2 separate regions of the Rattus norvegicus genome follow, and region 2 is linked to region 1. Evidence: chromatin contacts called from public Hi-C data. All regions are on one chromosome and are shown on one strand. Each heading gives the region's core, a stretch centred on a gene start, on an enhancer-like site or on the middle of the called end of the contact. The rest is flanking DNA. Distances are from core to core; before and after follow the strand shown. Region 1 has its middle 17 kb from the start of Mir30a. Region 2 holds the start of Ogfrl1 (opioid growth factor receptor-like 1).

Evidence for each region. A called contact is a pair of places that touch in the nucleus more often than the background predicts.
Region 2: a contact with region 1 is called in a Hi-C map of liver, with 4 times the contacts expected there. The contact joins the promoter of Ogfrl1 here to the enhancer-like site in region 1. A contact is called at or near these places in 2 of 12 Hi-C or Micro-C datasets (liver and mammary epithelial cells).

Annotation. Positions count from the first base shown.
Region 1 is chr9:33,215,085-33,219,293 of GRCr8, forward strand. No RefSeq gene overlaps it. Among named protein-coding and RNA genes, the nearest start is that of Mir30a, 17 kb to the right of the region's middle. Within about 2 kb of position 2,632, at least 91 of the 93 cell types and tissues checked have an H3K27ac peak or open chromatin away from gene starts, as enhancers often do. A contact at or near this core is called in liver, where this site is marked.
Region 2 is chr9:33,336,550-33,340,693 of GRCr8, forward strand. Ogfrl1 (opioid growth factor receptor-like 1) reads right to left here and starts at 2,106. Exons shown (of 7, transcript NM_001025708.1): 1 at 1,753-2,106. The coding sequence starts at 1,989.

The sequences.
Region 1 (4,209 bases), core at 1,382-3,881:
TCCTCTTTCTCCACATCCTTGCCAGCATTTGTTGTCACCTGAGTTTTTGATCTGAGCCATTCTCACTGGTGTGAGGTGAAATCTCAGGGTTGTTTTGATTTGCATTTCCCTTATGACTAAAGATGTTGAACATTTCTTTAGGTGTTTCTCAGCCATTCGGCATTCCTCAGCTGTTAATTCTTTGTTTAGTTCTGAACCCCATTTTTAATAGGGTTATTTGTCTCCCTGCGGTTTAACTTCTTGAGTTCTTTGTATATTTTGGATATAAGGCCTCTATCTGTTGTAGGATTGGTAAAGATCTTTTCCCAATCTGTTGGTTGCCGTTTTGTCCTAACCACAGTGTCCTTTGCCTTACAGAAGCTTTGCAGTTTTATGAGATCCCATTTGTCGATTCTTGATCTTAGAGCATAAGCCATTGGTGTTTTGTTCAATTCCTATCTATTTTAAGAGAAAACTGATGGTTAAAAAAAATACCCGGTTGGAGATTTAGCTCAGTGGTAGAGCGCTTGCCTAGCAAGCTCAAGGCCCTGGGTTCGGTCCCCAGCTCTGAAAAAAAGAAGAAAAAAAAAAAAAAAAAAAGAAAAAAAGAAAAAAGAAAAAAGAAAAAAAATACCTAGGTGGAAAAACTATGAAGACCAAGAAAATGCTCATTGGCTGCCGATGGGCAAGTATTTTGACAGTGAAGTTGAGAAGAAAACCACACTGTAGGCCGCATTGTACTTGGCACGGGATCTTACAGAAAACAAAGTGCTTGATAACTATCTTGGCTGGATCTCACCCAATGAGGCAGCGAGAGCCTGGCATATTGTTCTCTTGTTACAGTTAGTCATTAACCAGTGTGCCCCAAATCAGGCCAGAACCTGGATCTTTTTGACAAAAACTGAGTCCTGGATATCATCCTTTCTCTTCAAGTTAGTCACAGTGCATTTCAATTGTAAAATAAGGGTGGTAGGAGAGTGCTTTTTTGTTTGACTAGTTCTCTCTCTCTCTCTCTCTCTCTCTCTCTCTCTCTCTCTCCCCCCCCTCTCTCTCACGCACACACACCCCATCCCCCCTCTCCTCCATTGCTTCACTTTACAGATCATTCTTTCAGAAATGACATTTACGTAAAGACACATGTAAAGATATTTTAAAAAGCAGTTTATTGTCAAAATAAATAGAGGACAGCAGCTATTTGAAGTATACAAAAAGACAAAAGTTTTATTCTAAATTATGCAAATGTGTGTTTTGGAAATTTTTTATCACCATGTAGTCCATTTTCCAAAAGGAAGTCAATAAAATTATTGACTTCATAGAAAATGAAAAATGAGTAATTTTGGTTGTAGTAGTTTGAATAAAGTGTTTCCCATTGTCTCCAGCCTTTGAGTCCCCAGCCCTAGTGAGTGATGTTGTCTGGGGAGGCTTAGGAAGTGTGATCTTATTGGAGGAGGTATTTCTCTGGAAGTTGGCTTTGAGAACAAAACAAAACAAAAACAAACAAACAAACAAAAAAACCAAAAAAACCCCAAAAAACTGCTTGCCATTTTGAGTTGCCTTTCTCTGCTTCCTTTCGGTTTGGGAGTTAAGATGTGAGTCCTAGGCTTCTGTTCCTGCAGTCACTCCCACCTGCTGCCCCCAACCCCATTATTCATGAACTCTTATCCGTGTGGTACTTCAAGCCCAAATAAATCCTCCTGTAAGTTCCCTTGGTCATGGTGGGTTTTTTTTTTTCTTCCACAGCAAGCATAGGCTGCCTATATAAAATAAGGAAATAGCTATGCAGCCTTTATTTATTGCAAGTGTGACCGCCATCTTTAACCAATGCCCTTTTTTTTTTTTTTTTTTTTTTTTGGTAGTCAGAGGTATCTTACAAATATATCCTCTTTATCTATACCCTTCCATTCAGGTATTTCACCCAAGTTTCACTGAATATAGTTTGTGGGACTTTATTTTAGAAATGAGGTTCTCAACTGGATACTGTGATGAGTTTTTGATGCCAGCACCCAGGAGGCCAAGGGAAGAGGGTTAAAGCAGATTGAATTACACAGAAAGGCCCCATCTCAAAACGGCAACATAATAACAATGAGGTTGGTGATAAAAACGATTCCTATACTGTGCTCACTTTTTAAATCTTAAATGCAGTTTTCCTTCAGGAAAAGAAAAATCATTGCTATGGCACTGGTGGTCTGAGGTTTTTTTTTTGTTTTTTTTTTTTTTTTAATTAGGACAGAAACTAACGTGTTTGAGATACCTGGCGCGGTCTGGCTAATTCTTTAAGAACATAGATGTCCAAGACTGCAGAAACAGCGATTTGAGTGCTGCCTGCTTATGTATTCAGTTTTCTAATAGAAACGCCTTACTTAACTTTAAAAATTAATAATGTTGATTAATAACGTTCCAACCCATGTGTGCAGCTCTCTAGTATGAGAGCAGTCTGGGTCGAGGGCGGGGATCTTGCTGAACCTCACAAGCACGCGTCACCTGCTTACAATGAGGGCAGTCTGGCTCCAGACCTGCCCAGGCCTACTCCCTCCGCGACGCCGCCCGGCCGGACTGGACTTGCTCTGGGCGGCAGGATCAGGTCCCACCTCTGGGCTATGAACGGTTCGCTCCTCGAGGATCAGGGCGGGTGTGTAGCCGGAGTCGCTTCCTATTGGCCTCCTTGCCGGGCGTCCCGACGTCTGATTGGGCTGCCCCGCCTCCCCACGGGCTGAGCTCATTGGACGGCGCCAGCCGAGGGGGCGGAGCGCGTTCCCCCGGGTTCTTGAGCGAGCGCGCCCGGCCGCTGAGCCGGGCTGAGGCGCGGGAGCGGGGCTGCGCGGCGGGCTGCGGAGGTAGGGAGCGCGGCGGGCGGCGCGGGAGTCGAGGGCGGCGGGCCCGCGGCTGGTGGCTCTTGTCCCGCGGGCGTCCGGGGCGAGAGGAGCTCGCCGCAGTCCTCGGCCGGCAGGGACGGAGCTGCCGGCGCGCCGAGCTCTTCACTGTCCTGTCAGCCGCGGTCACCACACACACACACACACACACACACACACACACACACACACACACACACACACACACACACACACACACACACACACACACACACACACACACACACACACACACACACACACACACACACACACACACACACACACACACACACACACACACACACACAGACACACACACACACACAGACACACACACATTCGCACACGCGCGCGCACGCACACACACACATTCACACACACACAAAGAGCGCGGAGGCGGTGCGAGGAGGCTCGCCCGGCCCGCAGCGCTCAGGCCGTGGAGACAATGCGGCGGGCCGGACTCCGCGACGTGCGAGCCGGGAAAAGTTTGCGGCGTCTCCTCCGGCTGGGCCGGGCCCGGCCGCGGCTTTGAAGAGCCAGCTTCGGGACGGGGCCCGCGAGCTCGGGCGCCTGCGCGGCCCGAGGCATGAGGAGAGCCTTTAATACTTTTTTTTTTTTTGGAGCGGGCAGGGAGAACAAATACAAGTGCGGTCGGGCGAGAGGCGCTGGCGTGCCGCTGACGCGGGGACGGTATCCGTGGGAACCTCTCGGGGGCGAAGGCTGCCCAGGGCCTGGCGGGGGCGGGGTGGAGAGGTTAGAAGGTCGCAGAGCTGCGCTGCTTGCGACTGGCGCTGCTTGACCTTGGACCAATGATTTAACCGCTTAGATCACCTCGTCGGGGATCTGGGAGGCGAGAGCTGCTCCGAGAGAGTCTTGTAGCTTTGAAATGTGTCTTCGATGGAGATTTTTACCCTCTCCGAGCCTCGTTGTGGGTGCGGGAGTTGTGCAATGGTAGGCCAGGATATATTTTTATATGCACCCAGGACTCACCCTTCAGCCTTGCTCAGAAGTAACTTTTAAGTCGGGTCGCTTAAAAACACCGATCCTAAAACGTTATCCATAGTGCAAAATAAGGTATCCATTACTTTATTTGCAATTCTTAACACCTTGCTACCCTGTTTTGAAGTATTTGAAGTCCTAGGGCCGGGACAGGACTAATCATGGGGGTGAAGTGGCAGGTGCCCCCTGCAAACCCTTCTCCAGGCAGTTTTGGAAAAGCATCAAGTATTTAGTATGCAAAGGAGGGTGTAAAACAGGGCAGGCGGTTGTGTTTATGGCGTTGGTTTCTGTATCACTGGTCTCTACTGAAAAGTTTTGTTGAAGGGTGAGATGTTGGTGGGAGGTGGGGGCTGGGTCTCTGGTGACAGAGAAGGAGAAG
Region 2 (4,144 bases), core at 856-3,355, 120 kb after region 1:
TTTGGCTCCTCCTCTTAATCACACCCCCTTACAGAGGGTGAGAAGGCTGACCCACATCTCTCATGACTCCTTGATGACCTCTTATCCTCCATTGATTCCTTTTTTTTTAAAGTACAACTATATCCTAAATGCTTGCCTTTAGCTCCAGTCCTAGACTGAGTATCCACTTATAGAGACCATCAACTACTCGCCTATCCACTTGGGTGTCTAATGGGACAGAAAACTTAACAGAAGCCTTAACTTAACCTCTGAGGCATCTCCCGCCCCAGGCTTCCTCACCTCAGCTAATGGTACCATCTTTTGTCTAACATTTACAGAGATGGATGAGAGCAAAGACAGCTGGTCTTTGGCCTAATTAAGGGGGAACTGACCTGTCCACGTAGTGCACGAATAGGGTGAGGAATCAAAACGATGTCGCTAAGATTGCCTAAGAAGTCTGGTGGAACTTCTGGAAACAAAAATTAACAAATTAAAGGATACTCTACTTTTACTCAAGTTGTAGGGCAGTGGTTGAAATGTTATTTTACAATTGACCTAGTTAATTGATTACCAAGTTGTTTACTATTATTATTATTATTATTATTATTATTATTATTCCAAACTTCTGTCCGTGGCTATATACTTGGAAGACAAATGGAAGGATAAAACACTGAAATGTGCCGTGCGACATTGTTTCGGGTTTGAGCACACAATACTAAGTGCAAAATAGAAACCGGAAGACAAGGCAAGGATGGTCACGATTTCACCCAGGAGGACCAAGGCCCACACTTTGGCCCCGGACATACTTCAGCTTGCATCTTCTCTCCCTGTATGCTCTGGGCAAGATTTTCTCTGAAAGCCTCAACTCGGTTCTCCAAAATGGGGACGTGGAATGGAACGAATGCCCCTGGATAGCATTCCTTTCAATAACATGCTCAATTAGCTCGGATGGGAAGGCTCGAACTTCCTCGAAAGGTGATGTTTCCCCTAAAGTCACATTGGCTCCATTTTCCTTCAAGTTATAAAAGGGAGGCCTAATACAGAACCTCCAACCTTAAACGCTGCAGACTTCTTTAAAAATACACAGTTCCTCCTTTTAAAAGTTTCTGAAGCCACAAGAGGTTAAGGGAAGCCATCTATCTCTCTTCTAACCTATCTATCTAATTGTATTGGTCAACTGAATTAAGCTTGGTTGGATCAACAAGTCTTCTGGGTGAAACGAAATGTTTAAGGAATACTCGAAGTCGTTGAAAGGTCTCTCTTGGGGAAAAAAACGGTGTTATTTTTAAGTTTGCTTGGGAACCTTCTGCGATACTTTTAATGGTCATAGACCCCCGCTTGGGGGGCAGGGGAGGCTTGCGGGGCCGCTCCACAACTGCAGTTGTCTTAATCTGAATAATATTTTAATTTTGTAAAAAAAAAGATGAAAATAAAAATCAATTAACACGCACCGGCCGGGTCCTCAGAATCTTCTATTTTTAGTCTAGTTCCTCCCACCCCACCTTCGCATCACCCAGCTGCGCTGCAGAGGCAGAGAGAACAAGAGTGGAGTCGAGGTTTGCCTTGGGGGACTTCCCTGCGGTGCTCACAGCAAGGCCCCCGGGCCAGCAGCGAACCACCGGGCGATCCTGAACACCGCAGGCTCCCCCAGGTACCGGCGCCACGAACGCCGAGCATCCCGCCCTGCACCCCCCGGGGGGCCGCGCACAGTCCCCTCCCTCGTACTGGGCGAACTGCCCCTCCGGGCCCACTGTGGGTCCGGGGGCCGCGTACCTGCTCCGCGCCCGCCGCCTCCGCGTGGTCCTCGGGCACCGGACTGGCGCGGGGTCGCCCTCCGGCTCTCTCGGGAGGCTGCTCGGGCTGCTCCCGCTCGTCCTGCTCCTGGCCCTCGCCACCGCCTGCCGGCCCCGGCTGCTCAGGCTCGGGCTCCGAGTCGGTCTGCCAGGTGGAGTCGCAGTCCTCCACGGTGGTGGGCTCGCGGAAGCTGACCCCGCCGAGCAGGTTGCCCATTGAAGAGGCGGCGGCGGGCGCGGGCTGCGGCAGCGCGCTAGGGCCCGGGCATGGCCGCGCTCCGCTCGCTTCGGGCGCAGGCGGCAGCTCGCCCGGCCCGCGCCGCACAGCTCAACGCGGCCGCCGGCGCTCCGGCGCACAGGCGGGGAGGAGCCGGGCGCCCGGGGGCCGCCGCCGCACGAGTCCCATCCCGCCCATGCCGCCGCCGCCCCGCCCCGCCCCAGCGAGGCCAACCCACTCCGGAGCGCGCTGGACCAGCTCCACCGGGACGGGCCCCCCTCCACGGTCCCCGGGAGTGGCCAGGGGTCAGCTGCTGCCCCGCCCCCTTTGGGTCTGGATCCGCCCCCTTGGGGCTCCTCCCAGCCAAGCGGGATGTCTGATCCTGCCCAGGTCAGAGAGAGGAAGGAGGCATCTCCATCAGCAGGCGGGTCCTGCCCACACCCCAGCCCCCAACGGCGGATCCAAGAGGAAGACAAATTAGCCGCAGCCGAAGACAAAAGCTAATCGTGACAGTGCACCCTCTAAACAGGAAATCCAAGCTTCGGGAACAGTACTTAAGGCCACCTAGAGTCTCTGCGGTCTATAAAATAAAAGTCAGAGCTCTCTGTCCCCTCATCTAAAGAGCAAACTTCTCTCAAAACCAAAGGAACAAGAAGAATTAGACCAGCACCTTTATTCATCTGTGAGTAGTCCACATTTGTGCTCGGGGCAGAAAAATCTCGGAATAGGCTGGAGTGCTAAGGACTATAGTCCTAAGGTCCAGAGGCGACCATGCTGCAAGAATAGTTCAAGGCAAAATAACCAAAGAATCCGAAAATGGTAGAGCGTGAAATAAATCCAGTGAAACAGTGGCCCTCTGCCTGCACATGAATCTTGACGGGACTTTTTCTGCTGTGGGACATTGCCTGGGATTATAGGTTATTAGATGTATCGATTGCACTCAGAACTAGTAATTTAAAAACAAATTACAAATCCAGGTAGATGGTCATTGCTTAGGGAAGACTCAGCTAGCAGATCCCTCTCCACAGATAGATCAACAGTTGCATCTTTCCAAACATTACAGTTTCTGGCTTTGGAAATGTCAGGTAGCTTCTTGAGACCCCAGTAGTTTCCTCATCTTCAAAATGAAGCCAGGCTTTTCTCTCTGGAGTGACATCTAGCTTCACCTTTAATGACCATATGACTAGCAGAGGCTCAAAACCTAATAATACACGCAAAAAGAATGTTCTGGTCAGGATATCATAAAAATTGATGATATTGAGGTGAAGTCCTTCTTGTCAGCCCCAAACAAAGTAAGAACCAGACAGTATTATTGGGGGAGGGGCGTTTGAGGTTAAGTAGTTTTTTTTTTTTGTTTTGTTTTGTTTTTTGGCTCATATGATCTGTGTTTTTTTTTTTTTTCTTTTCTTTTCTTTTTTTCGGAGCTGGGGACCGAACCCAGGGCCTTGTGCTTGCTAAGCAAGCGCCCTACCACTGAGCTAAATCCCCAACCCCCTGTGTTTGTTTTAATAGACCAGCTGACTTCGTGTACCTCTCCCACTCCTGGGGGCGAGGGGTGGGGAGTTGGATTATCTGTAACAGTAAGACTGCAGCAGCCCATATAAATGTTCACGCAGATTGTTTTCCTGGCAAGCCTACCTACTGTACAAGTGAACCCATCTCCACTTCTTCCTCCCTCCTCCAAACCCCCAATCCTGATATTCAAGATGATTATGTAAATTCATCTCTTTTTAAATTTAGAATCTTATCCTTCCTCAAACCCTCTTGACTATATCTGCAGTTAATTCTTGTTTGTCTCCTCTCTCCCAATGCTCTGCTCTTCCCACTGCTCATTCCCACCTGGTAATGTGGTGCCAGGTCACTGTGGGGAACCTCTGATTGTGGTTGACAATGACTTGTTGAGAGGAAAAAAAAAATATGGGGCAGCTGTAAAACAGATCAATCCAACACCGTTAAAATCCAGGGATTCCGTTGGTCTTCCATTGGTACTGGACTAGAACATTTCACTAGTCCAAGGGCAAAGCTGGAAGTCTAGTGGTAATGTGGTGCCCAGGTGCTCTACCCGTTTGCCTGGTTGTATTGTAGAAGTCCATTGTGCTGTCTTTGCTCTCCTGTAATTAAGAATCTACTTCCCCTGCTCCCAGAATGCCTTAGT